Regions from separate parts of the Mus musculus genome. Here regions 1 and 2 are each linked to region 3. The links are chromatin contacts, called in public ChIA-PET and promoter capture Hi-C maps. All regions are on one chromosome and are shown on one strand. The core of a region is the stretch at or near the end of the contact, and the rest is flanking DNA. Distances in the headings are between cores, read along the strand shown. Region 1 overlaps Diaph3 (diaphanous related formin 3). Region 2 overlaps Diaph3 (diaphanous related formin 3). Region 3 holds the start of Diaph3 (diaphanous related formin 3).

The links. Promoter capture Hi-C pulls out the DNA fragments that hold promoters and counts their contacts. ChIA-PET counts read pairs in DNA pulled down with a chosen protein or histone mark.
Region 1: a contact with region 3 is called in a promoter capture Hi-C map of hippocampal neurons, with 2.6 times the contacts expected there. The contact joins the enhancer-like site here to the promoter of Diaph3 in region 3. A contact is called at or near these places in 8 of 39 promoter capture datasets (the 3T3-L1 cell line, 3T3-L1-derived adipocytes, the C10 cell line and 5 more), 5 of 484 Hi-C or Micro-C datasets (CD4 T cells, CD8 T cells, adipose-derived mesenchymal stem cells and 1 more) and 1 of 115 datasets of contacts at active chromatin or transcription factors (embryonic stem cells).
Region 2: an RNA polymerase II ChIA-PET map of memory CD8 T cells shows a contact between it and region 3, with 15 read pairs. The contact joins the enhancer-like site here to the promoter of Diaph3 in region 3. A contact is called at or near these places in 3 of 39 promoter capture datasets (the 3T3-L1 cell line, the C10 cell line and the HPC-7 cell line) and 2 of 115 datasets of contacts at active chromatin or transcription factors (epiblast stem cells and memory CD8 T cells).

What each region holds. Positions count from the first base shown.
Region 1 is chr14:86,675,928-86,678,875 of GRCm38.p6, reverse strand. The region is part of intron 27 of Diaph3 (diaphanous related formin 3); the gene reads left to right. Among named protein-coding and RNA genes, the nearest start is that of Gm33025, 120 kb to the left of the region's middle. Within about 2 kb of position 1,640, at least 22 of the 459 cell types and tissues checked have an H3K27ac peak or open chromatin away from gene starts, as enhancers often do. A contact at or near this core is called in hippocampal neurons, where this site is marked.
Region 2 is chr14:86,734,988-86,737,885 of GRCm38.p6, reverse strand. The region is part of intron 27 of Diaph3 (diaphanous related formin 3); the gene reads left to right. Among named protein-coding and RNA genes, the nearest start is that of Gm33025, 58 kb to the left of the region's middle. Within about 2 kb of position 1,420, at least 30 of the 459 cell types and tissues checked have an H3K27ac peak or open chromatin away from gene starts, as enhancers often do. A contact at or near this core is called in memory CD8 T cells, where this site is marked.
Region 3 is chr14:87,139,498-87,142,720 of GRCm38.p6, reverse strand. Diaph3 (diaphanous related formin 3) reads left to right here and starts at 1,497. Exons shown (of 28, transcript NM_019670.2): 1 at 1,497-1,723. The coding sequence starts at 1,607.

The sequences.
Region 1 (2,948 bases), core at 391-2,890, 460 kb after region 3:
AACCCTGTCTCTAAGAAAAAAAAAAAAAGAGAGAGACATACTCATCACATTGCATTCTTTCCTCTTCCAAAGAAAATGTGAGCCAGTATAGGAAAGAAGGACCATTCACAAAAGGTTTTAAAAACCAGATAGTTCTCAAGTATGCTGCTATATGTAATGGTTGCAAAGGAATGTTCATTCCATGTTTTCAAAATCACTAAAAGTTATTCAGGGTACAATATTGTTCACTAAATCTATTAGTGACAGGTGTAACTGGCTGACCTCTAGTGGCTATAACTGTAGCTACATCTTAGTTTACTGGGGGCTTTTAGGAAGTTGGCTTCTGTACCAAGGCTCTGCCTGCCTCCCTGAGTACAGGGGTGTCTTTAAAAAGAGAGAGAAATGGGGAAGGAAATTTGAGTTTCTAAAGTAGGAGTACTACTAATGAGATTATCTCCCCCGACGTTCCATTAGTCTATGTTAGAGGGCAGTGTGTAGAGGATGGACTCCTGTTCACTGTGAGGGCAGCTCCTGGAAATGGAGCACCCAGCTGCCGTTAGCAGCAGTCTGCACGCATCTTCAGGAGACCTCCTCCCAGCCAGCTTCCAGCAGCAATGCACGTGCAGCAGTGTTACATGGGATGTTTTGTTAGATGCCAGTGTGGATGTCTTTCTTATGTGTAAATGTGGGGCTTCTTGAATATTCTTATGTTGGTTTCATTAAGGCTCCTCATATATATTGTCATGTTTCAGAGAAAAACTTTAGAAATGCTGTCTGTGACCAGAAACGATTGGAACTGTCCAATAACTTAGGGATCTGAGTGTTCTAATTATTCAGGAATGACACAATAATAAATGTGCATTTATTATGGTGCCCTGCTCCAGAAAACTGGGAGAGATGTTATACTGTGGCAACTAAGAGATGATTTTACCATGTGAGGTTCATCTCTTTTTTTTGCCTTATCTTTACAGTACATCACACTAGAGTTTTCTGTGCAGTGTTCTTGATATAATTGTCCTGACCCTTGAACAAAACCTTGCATGATATCTTAAGCAAAAACATTAACAGGTATAAAAAGAGGAAATATAGTAGAAAATACAATCATTAAATCCAGAAAAATGTTCAACAGCTTTAAGTCATCTAAAAGATCAAGTGAGAACATAACTGAGGGTAAATTGTGGTCATTTCTAGAACTGTTGTATATAGATCAGTGACCCTTGCTGCCGGCTGCAGGATACTTGAAAGTATCTAGAATGTCTTTCATAACATATAAATGTGGGGGCTTATTTGATAGAGAACTTATTTCTCTCAATGATTAAATGAACTGTGAATTCCTAGACATATATGGCTATCGTGGCTCCCCAGTACATGTTTCTTAATCTCAAATACCATGTGGATTATACAGCTCCATAGACAGACTCCAAGGTCTCTTCTGTGATGACACGTGTAGCTCTTAAAGACTGTATGACAAATGGAAGAAGGAACAATTAATTGCTTATCCTTCCTCGTCTGTTTGCCTGCCGTCAGCACCTTCTTCAGCTTTACCAAAAGTACTGTACTCTGAGGCGTGTTTTTTTTTTTTCCTGCCCACTGTATGGTACATTTCTAGTGCTTTGTGTTTTGTGTTACCATAGAGACAGGAGGTATTCCAAAGCCCCAGGAAGAGAGTGGAAGCAAGTCTTTGAGTTAACAGTCCCTGCTGGCAAGAAAAGCCCGAGGCAGGAATCTATAGCAGTAAACGGAAGGAGGGAATTGTGTGGTCCGATCTGTCTGTGTGTCCATGGAGTCTTAGAAAGCATGGACTCAGCCAAGGCAGCATTAAAAATGAGCTGTTTACAGCAACCAATTTTTCAGAGATCCCAGGACAGCCTGGGCTTTCATAGAAACCAAACTGGGTGTTTTATTTGCAAGAAAATAACTGATGCGACATTGACCAACTCCTTTTTCTGTTTTCCTCATTAAAAAGGGACAGCTTCAAAGAGAGGCCCTCCTTGCCTCAGTTATTTTGCTGATCAAAAAAAAAATCTCACCTTTAAAATGAAGGTCGATAATTCTTAACTTAGCTGAAACAATGAGAAGTCAGATTGTAGCTCCAGCACCAGGGACACAGCCAACACCCAGCGCCACCCAGAATCTATATACGATAGAAATGAGCAGACATTTCCCCTCAGTTATATTCTCCCTCCATCCTGAACATGACCTAAGGCTGTCGTGGTTTTCTGTATTTAATGATTATACGTTCGACTATATTGCCTCCTACTTCATACCTGTTAAAGATATCATACTTCTTAAAAATATCACACAGGCCCTGTTAAGGGAATCTGATAATGAACTTCAACAGCAGAGAACATGAAGTGAGATTTTAGAAGAACAGATACCATCAGAATCCTTTAAAATCAGTCTCTCTGGGGAGCCTACAACCTGTGATTAAGGTGTTTGCTTAGATTTCTTTTTTCTGTTTGGTCTCAGATAGGACAGTGTAAGTAGGGTGCAAGCATATAGTAACTCAAACCGTATTAGCACTTCTTCCCGGGTTAACTCTACAGAACTGTGCTTGGAAGGAGGGTGGTACCCGCAATCAACCTGTAATAGCTGAGGCTGAGAAAGGTCGACTGCAGGTTTTACTGTTGTCATCCTGCCACTAGGAGCTGGACGTGGACTAGCCTGGGCTGCTCCCTTTTGGTGGCATCTGCTAGTCAAGTTCTGTACTCCATCTCCTTTATAGACATAGACGAGTCTGAGCTCTTCGAAACACATACCAGGTTGTATAATCAATCCTGGTACCATCAATCCAGGGCAAGGAAACACTACTGAGCTCTGTCGGGGACATCTAAACAGGCCGGTCTATCTGCTTTGACCTCACCCTGACATAGGATGTCCATCAAGAAAAGCCACCTTCATCTGCAAACATAGAGAATCATGTTTTCTAAATTAGATGTTTCTGGCTCCCATGGTATACACACTACTAA
Region 2 (2,898 bases), core at 171-2,670, 400 kb after region 3:
CGGCCCTGCTCGTCACTACTGTACTTCCCAGGGTTCACAGCGAGAGACTGTGGACCCGCACGCCTAGCAGCCTACATAGCAGCTGCCAGTACTAGGAGAGCCAGGCAGGACTGAGGGAGCTTCCTGGTTAGCACTGACTTGATTTCTTCATGTCATGTGACTAATGTGGAATGACTTGTAAACACATATTTTTATTTTTACCTGAAACTTTTTATATGCAAGATGATGTGGCAAAGTTACCTACTAGTTTCTCTAGAACAGTTTTTGTTTTTTAACAAATACCTTAACTGTGGTATTTTCATTTGAAAAGTGTTAAGAAATTAATTTCTAATTCATTTTTAGAAAACCTGCTAGAAATCTATTTCTTGTGGGTTTCTTATGATAATGAGCATTCTATATTCAGTAATGAGATAATTTCTTAATAGTCTCATTTGAATAAAATTGTCTATAACTCAGTAATACTCTTTAATGAGGAATGATGTAAGAAGAAAAATTAGCATAAAGAATTACATCCATAAGAGTTACATATTCTAAATATCAGAGTGCTCTAAAGATCTTCCTCAGTGCCTGGTGGGAACCCACATGCAGATGACACACTGCATTACGATACATTATGATCTAATAAACGTATCCACACACCCTACCTAAAAACTATAAAGCAGAAGAATAACTTTTATTATACTTTTCCTACATGCAGTAAGTTCTCTCTTCTCTTCTAATCTCTTCTGTTATTTACTATATCTCGTTAAAACAAAACTGTACTATATGATGCCCAGCTTGATGCTCAGAGGTCTGAAGTTCAGAATAGTCTACACTAGTTCTGTTAATTTACTAAAGAAACCAGCCAAACTTGAGGGGTGCCTATGTCAAAAATAGCACAAGAACAATGATGATAAGTAGGTAGACCGCTAACAACTGATCTGTAAGAACTCTGGGATTATTCAAAGGTACAAGAACAGTTAACATATAACAACCCCTAATGTCAACATGTTAAAACTTGCAAAGCTGAATGTAGTGGTGTAGTGGTATACACCTTTAACCCCAACTCAGGAAACACACACAGGCACATCTCTGAGTTCAAGGCAGCCTAGACCACAAGTGATATCCTGTCTCAAAATGAAAGAAAAGAAAACAGCACAAGTGAAATTTTACAAAATAATGAGCATCAAAGTTGAAGATCATTAACTCAATCTGGCTCTAATAAATTATTCTAATATCCTACAAAGATTTGTTAAGCCCAGTGGGTCATTTCACATAATAAAATATTCCTAAATATTTTAAATGATATAGTCACATGGATTATACAGTTAATCTGCAAAGACCACCTAGATGTTTTTTAAGTCTCCAAATTTAGGTGGTGAAACCAAAGAACAACAAGCAAAAGATTTAGGTATAAGCCTTGTTCATACAGGCTGTGAACAAGCTAAGCATCTGACTTTGGTTCTTCTTGTGCCTCCCCCTGTCCCCCCTTAATAACCATATTGGACTGTAGATAACAAGCAGCCTCATATGATCTTTGAATATGGCAATTATGTCTTTTATGTTGATTTACTGGCTCGTTCTGTTTCTAAGCTTTTTAGCCATGGTGATTGGTGTAATTACAGAGCTGCCTTCATGGTGTGGAGGCACAATTTACAGGTCAAAAATGTTATACAGAAGTCGGTATGGTGGCCGTCTAATTAGATTGCTTAATATTTATCAAAATGACATTCTTTTTTGCTGTGCTGCGGCTTGTCTTTGTGTCCCAAATACTCTTTCTTAATATAATTATATGATTGGATTTTCTTGTGAACTTTATGGGATATTAATCAGAATTAAACATTTAAGCTCAAAATGTTACTTGCTGTTGGACATGAAATCTCCATTTCTTCCTGACCATGGTCGTATAAAGCTGTGAAATCCATCCAATAAGTGTTCATTCCGTGGATCCCAGTAACATCCATTGTAGATGCTGGGGCTCTAAATGTTTCTGGTTTGGGTACCTAGTGAGGTCCACACCTTCTCCTTCAACAGCAAGTCAACACGCCTAAGATAGTTCTATCTTAGAGTTGAAAAACTAGAATAAAGAGCAGCAGTTCCTTAGGTAGTGGCATTTAAGGTACGGTGTGGAAAGAACGTCTCTCAAGTAAAGGAGAAGGAAGCAGTAGCGTCCCAGCTTTAACACAGGAAGGACGTGCCTTGTGAGGGTGCCATGGGCACTGGGATGTTGGCAGGGGGGTTACTGCATGGGAACCACGAGAGGACTGGGAGGTGTGGGCTGGGACCATACAGCATGATATTTTCAGATGAGGTATGGAGTCGGGATTTTTGCAAATAGCATTGAGCACTGACAGAGTGCGTGTTGTGTCCTATAGAACAGCAAGGATAAGGCGATAGATGCAGAGTGGCCTCAGACTCCAATAGCGAGATTGTTGACCTCACGTCATCGACTGCAGTACTAAACTTCTCATACCAACTGTATCGTGTGTTTAACTGGTTTTAAATGTACCCTGCTGTCGGTTTGTTTGTTTTGTTTTTTTCTAGCATGAGTGATTCTCTCCCAGTAGCAGAATGTAGGAACCAAAGGACAGCCGACTTCACCTTGTTGTGTTGTCCGCCCTACAATTTCTCCTTTTACAATAAAAACAGTTTAAAAGCTCTTAGCTCTTCCCAAATTATTGTAGTTGTTTTAATTTTGTTTGCTCTTAAATAATCGAATTCATCCCAGTTTTCTTTGTAATTTTTAAGTGCTTTCAAGTTTATATAGTGTGAGGCTATATAAACTTGAAAGTATGTAATTATCCTACTCCTAGAGTGGGCCTAAAATCCAAACTCCTGCTGGAGCCTGGGCACTTCATGGCAGTGGGCTTGGCCAGCAAGAGCCCAGGAGACCTGGGGACACACGCTCCGCCAAGAGAG
Region 3 (3,223 bases), core at 248-2,747:
AGAGCCAGGTACTTCTTCCGGTGACCTTGGTAATCTCTTGGAATCTGCCTTTAGTATATGCTCACTGAAGATGAAAATCTGTGTGACAATAATAAAAACTCACATTATAACAAGAAAAGGAGCAAACAGTACCTGCAAGACCAGAACTAAACCTAAACCTCTAAAAGCTGTAGATGAAACCTTAGGTTCATTTTCTGAATCCCTGTGCTAGTCTCTGTGGAATACCTAGAACTATTTCTTGTACCAAAATCAATAGTTTATGTTTACTTGTCTTGGCTTGAATCACCTCCATAGTCAGAAGGTCAATATCTTTAAGGATGCACTTGGGAGATTCCTGGATTTCTTTATTTGTTCCTTTTCCTTGTGTAGCCACACTGAGTTGATCTCCAGAATTTTCTCTTCATTACTAATGTCTTTATTTGGCATATTGGGGATAGGTGCTTGCTTGCCTTGAACCCAGGTTCTGACCCTTTCCTCTACTTTATATTTAGGATTGCCACCTGAACTTAAAAACCTGTAGAATGGCTGTTATAATTTTACATTTTGTTTTGTGTCAATACCTGTGAAACACATTAAACTGTGAATTGTTTGGACCCTATTCCTTTTAATTTTTGGTTGACCCTGAGTACGCATTTAGGCTTTGAGGCATGCTGTAAGTGCTGAACAATGTGAACTGGAGTTCCAGAAAAAGCCGCACCTGTAGTAAAAATTCTACGCGCTTAATTGACAGGTTAGAATTCCAATGATTGTAGAGACATGGAATGCTGCCAATCCAGAGCCAAGTAATCTTGGCTCACGTAATTGCCATTCATCGCTGCGTTAGATCTAACATACCTACGACTATCACGTGACGCCTTTTGCTCTTCCTTAAAAGTCCACTAACTTCCACCAACCTCAAACAAGACTGTGCATCTCGTAGCACCTGTAGGTCTGTCCTAATGTCTTTGAAATGACTTTCTTCCGTGCTTCAACCGATGTTCACACCACCTGGCTGCGGTCACTCATTTCTGGTTCTAGAATGAACTCTATTCTCTCTGAGACGACAGCAGTATTTTTATATAAACGGTAATCAAAAAATGGTAAACATCTCTTCTAAGAGGCATGGGCGCTGGCAAGTAGTAGAAGTATTTTTCCTAGACCCTGAGATCTCCAGAGACTACTCAAAGGGCTTATCAGTTGCTTTCGTATTCAGTGCTGCTGAAACAGTACTGAGAGAGGTTCCCTGCGGCTCAGATTTTTCAAGAACCTACTCTGAAAGTCCAAGGGAAGCCTTGTTAGAGACTCTCTTTAGCTCAACCTTCCTTCCAAACCCGTTCCTTACTATGTACCATCTGGCAAGCAGCCTGCATAGCCAGAGGGCGAGAAGCGCGATGGACAGGCCGAAGGGCCAATCAGGCCCAGGCTTTGGCATCCCCGGAAAAGGCGGGGCCCTTGCGTCACAGGTTCCGCGGCGCGGGATTGGCTGACCGGGCTGCTTGTGGTGGCGGGAGATTTCAGATAGATTGGCCCAGCCGTGTGCAGCGGTTAATGCGCAGTGGGCGTGGGACCGGGAAGTTGAGCCCGCGGAGCAAAGCCCCAGATCAGGTCGCGACCTAGACCCGGGAAGATGGAGAGGCACCGGGCGCGCGCTCTCGGCCGGGACAGCAAGTCGTCGCGGAGGAAGGGCTTGCAGTCCGCGCCGCCCGCTGGCCCCTACGAGCCCGGGGAGAAGCGACCCAAGTTGGTAAGTGTGGGCCAGAGCCACAACGTGCGGCGACTCCCGCGGCCTACAACTCCCTGTCCCCCAGGTGACATCCCCGGGAGCTGGGAGCTAGGTTTGTTTCAGAAGGCCTGAGCTGTTAATCCGCTTAGATCCCCAGTGACAAGGCGGGATTCGATTCCTTTCTGGGACGAATGCCCTGATGTCTGTGAAGCCTGGCAGTTCTTTGGGCGTATCTGAAAAACAGTTCAAATGGCTGTGTACTGACGTCATCAAGGCGGATTCTGCATTTTAAAAGAAAGTTAAAATTTACCCCATCCCTTTAGTAGAACAGTCAGTCAGACAGAAAGTGAACTTCTAGCTGATAGCCCTCCCTCCCCCGTCTAATATTTTAATTCAACAAGAACCTTTTAAGGTGGACGTATTTTTACAAGTTGAGGCAACTCGTTTTCAAACTTGGCGGGTTGTGTAGTCACTGCTAAAGAATGTCATGTTTAGCTTGGAAGGAGTCTTCAAGTATCTGAAACTCGTTAATCGGGTTGGCTTTGCGTTCTTAAAGCTTAAGGAAGAGCTATGATTAGCACCTGGTAAGCTTTTAGTTAGTGTCAGCTGGAAGGAAACTAGGTAATGAGGATGATTTCATTCAGATTGTCTGATTGTGTGGGTTGGTAGGTTTTGGTATTAGTCCAAGAGAATTGCAGAGTTAACACTGACTGTTAGTTTTCCTTAGAAGTATGGGGAAATTATTTTTATGTATTGATAGGAACAGGCTTTGCCCTTTCTTGTCAAATACAATTTCAGGAATTTATACCATGATTATATCCAAAATAATAGATTGTGGATCAATCGCTAAGTGTAATATTTACTTGTAATTGAATAAAGCTGAGAGCAGAGACATGTTGAGATAAGTGGGGGTTGATTATGCAGAATTGAGCATCAAAATAACACGAGGATAGGAGAGAGTTAACCTGGTCATGATAGATTCTGTCCACTCTGAGAGGGATCCATGAGATGCTGCCTCCTCCTCCTCCTCCTCTTCCTCCTCTTCTTCTTCTTTAAAGATTTATTTATTATTTTTATGTAAGTACACCGTAGCTGTCTTCAGACACACCGGGAGGGGGTGTCAGATGTCATTATGGATGGTTGTGAGCCACCAAGTGACTGGGATTTGAACTCAGGACCTTCGGAAGAGTAGTCCGTGCTCTTAACCGCTGTACCATCTCACCAGCCCCCATCTCCTCCTCCTCCTCCTCCTCCTCCTCCTCTTTCTTCTCCTCCTCTTTCTTCTCCTCCTCTTCCTCCTCCTCCTCCTCTTCCTCCTCCTCCTCCTCTTCCTCTTCTTCTTTTTCTTTCTTTCTTTTTTTTTTTTTTTTTTTTTTTTTGGCTTTTTGAGACAGGGTTTCTCTGTATAGCCCTGCCTGTTCTGGAACTCATTTTGTAGATCATGCTGGCCTCGAATTCAGAAATCCTCCTGCCTCTGCCTCCCTAGTGCTGGGATTAAAGGCGTGCGCCACCACGCCCGGC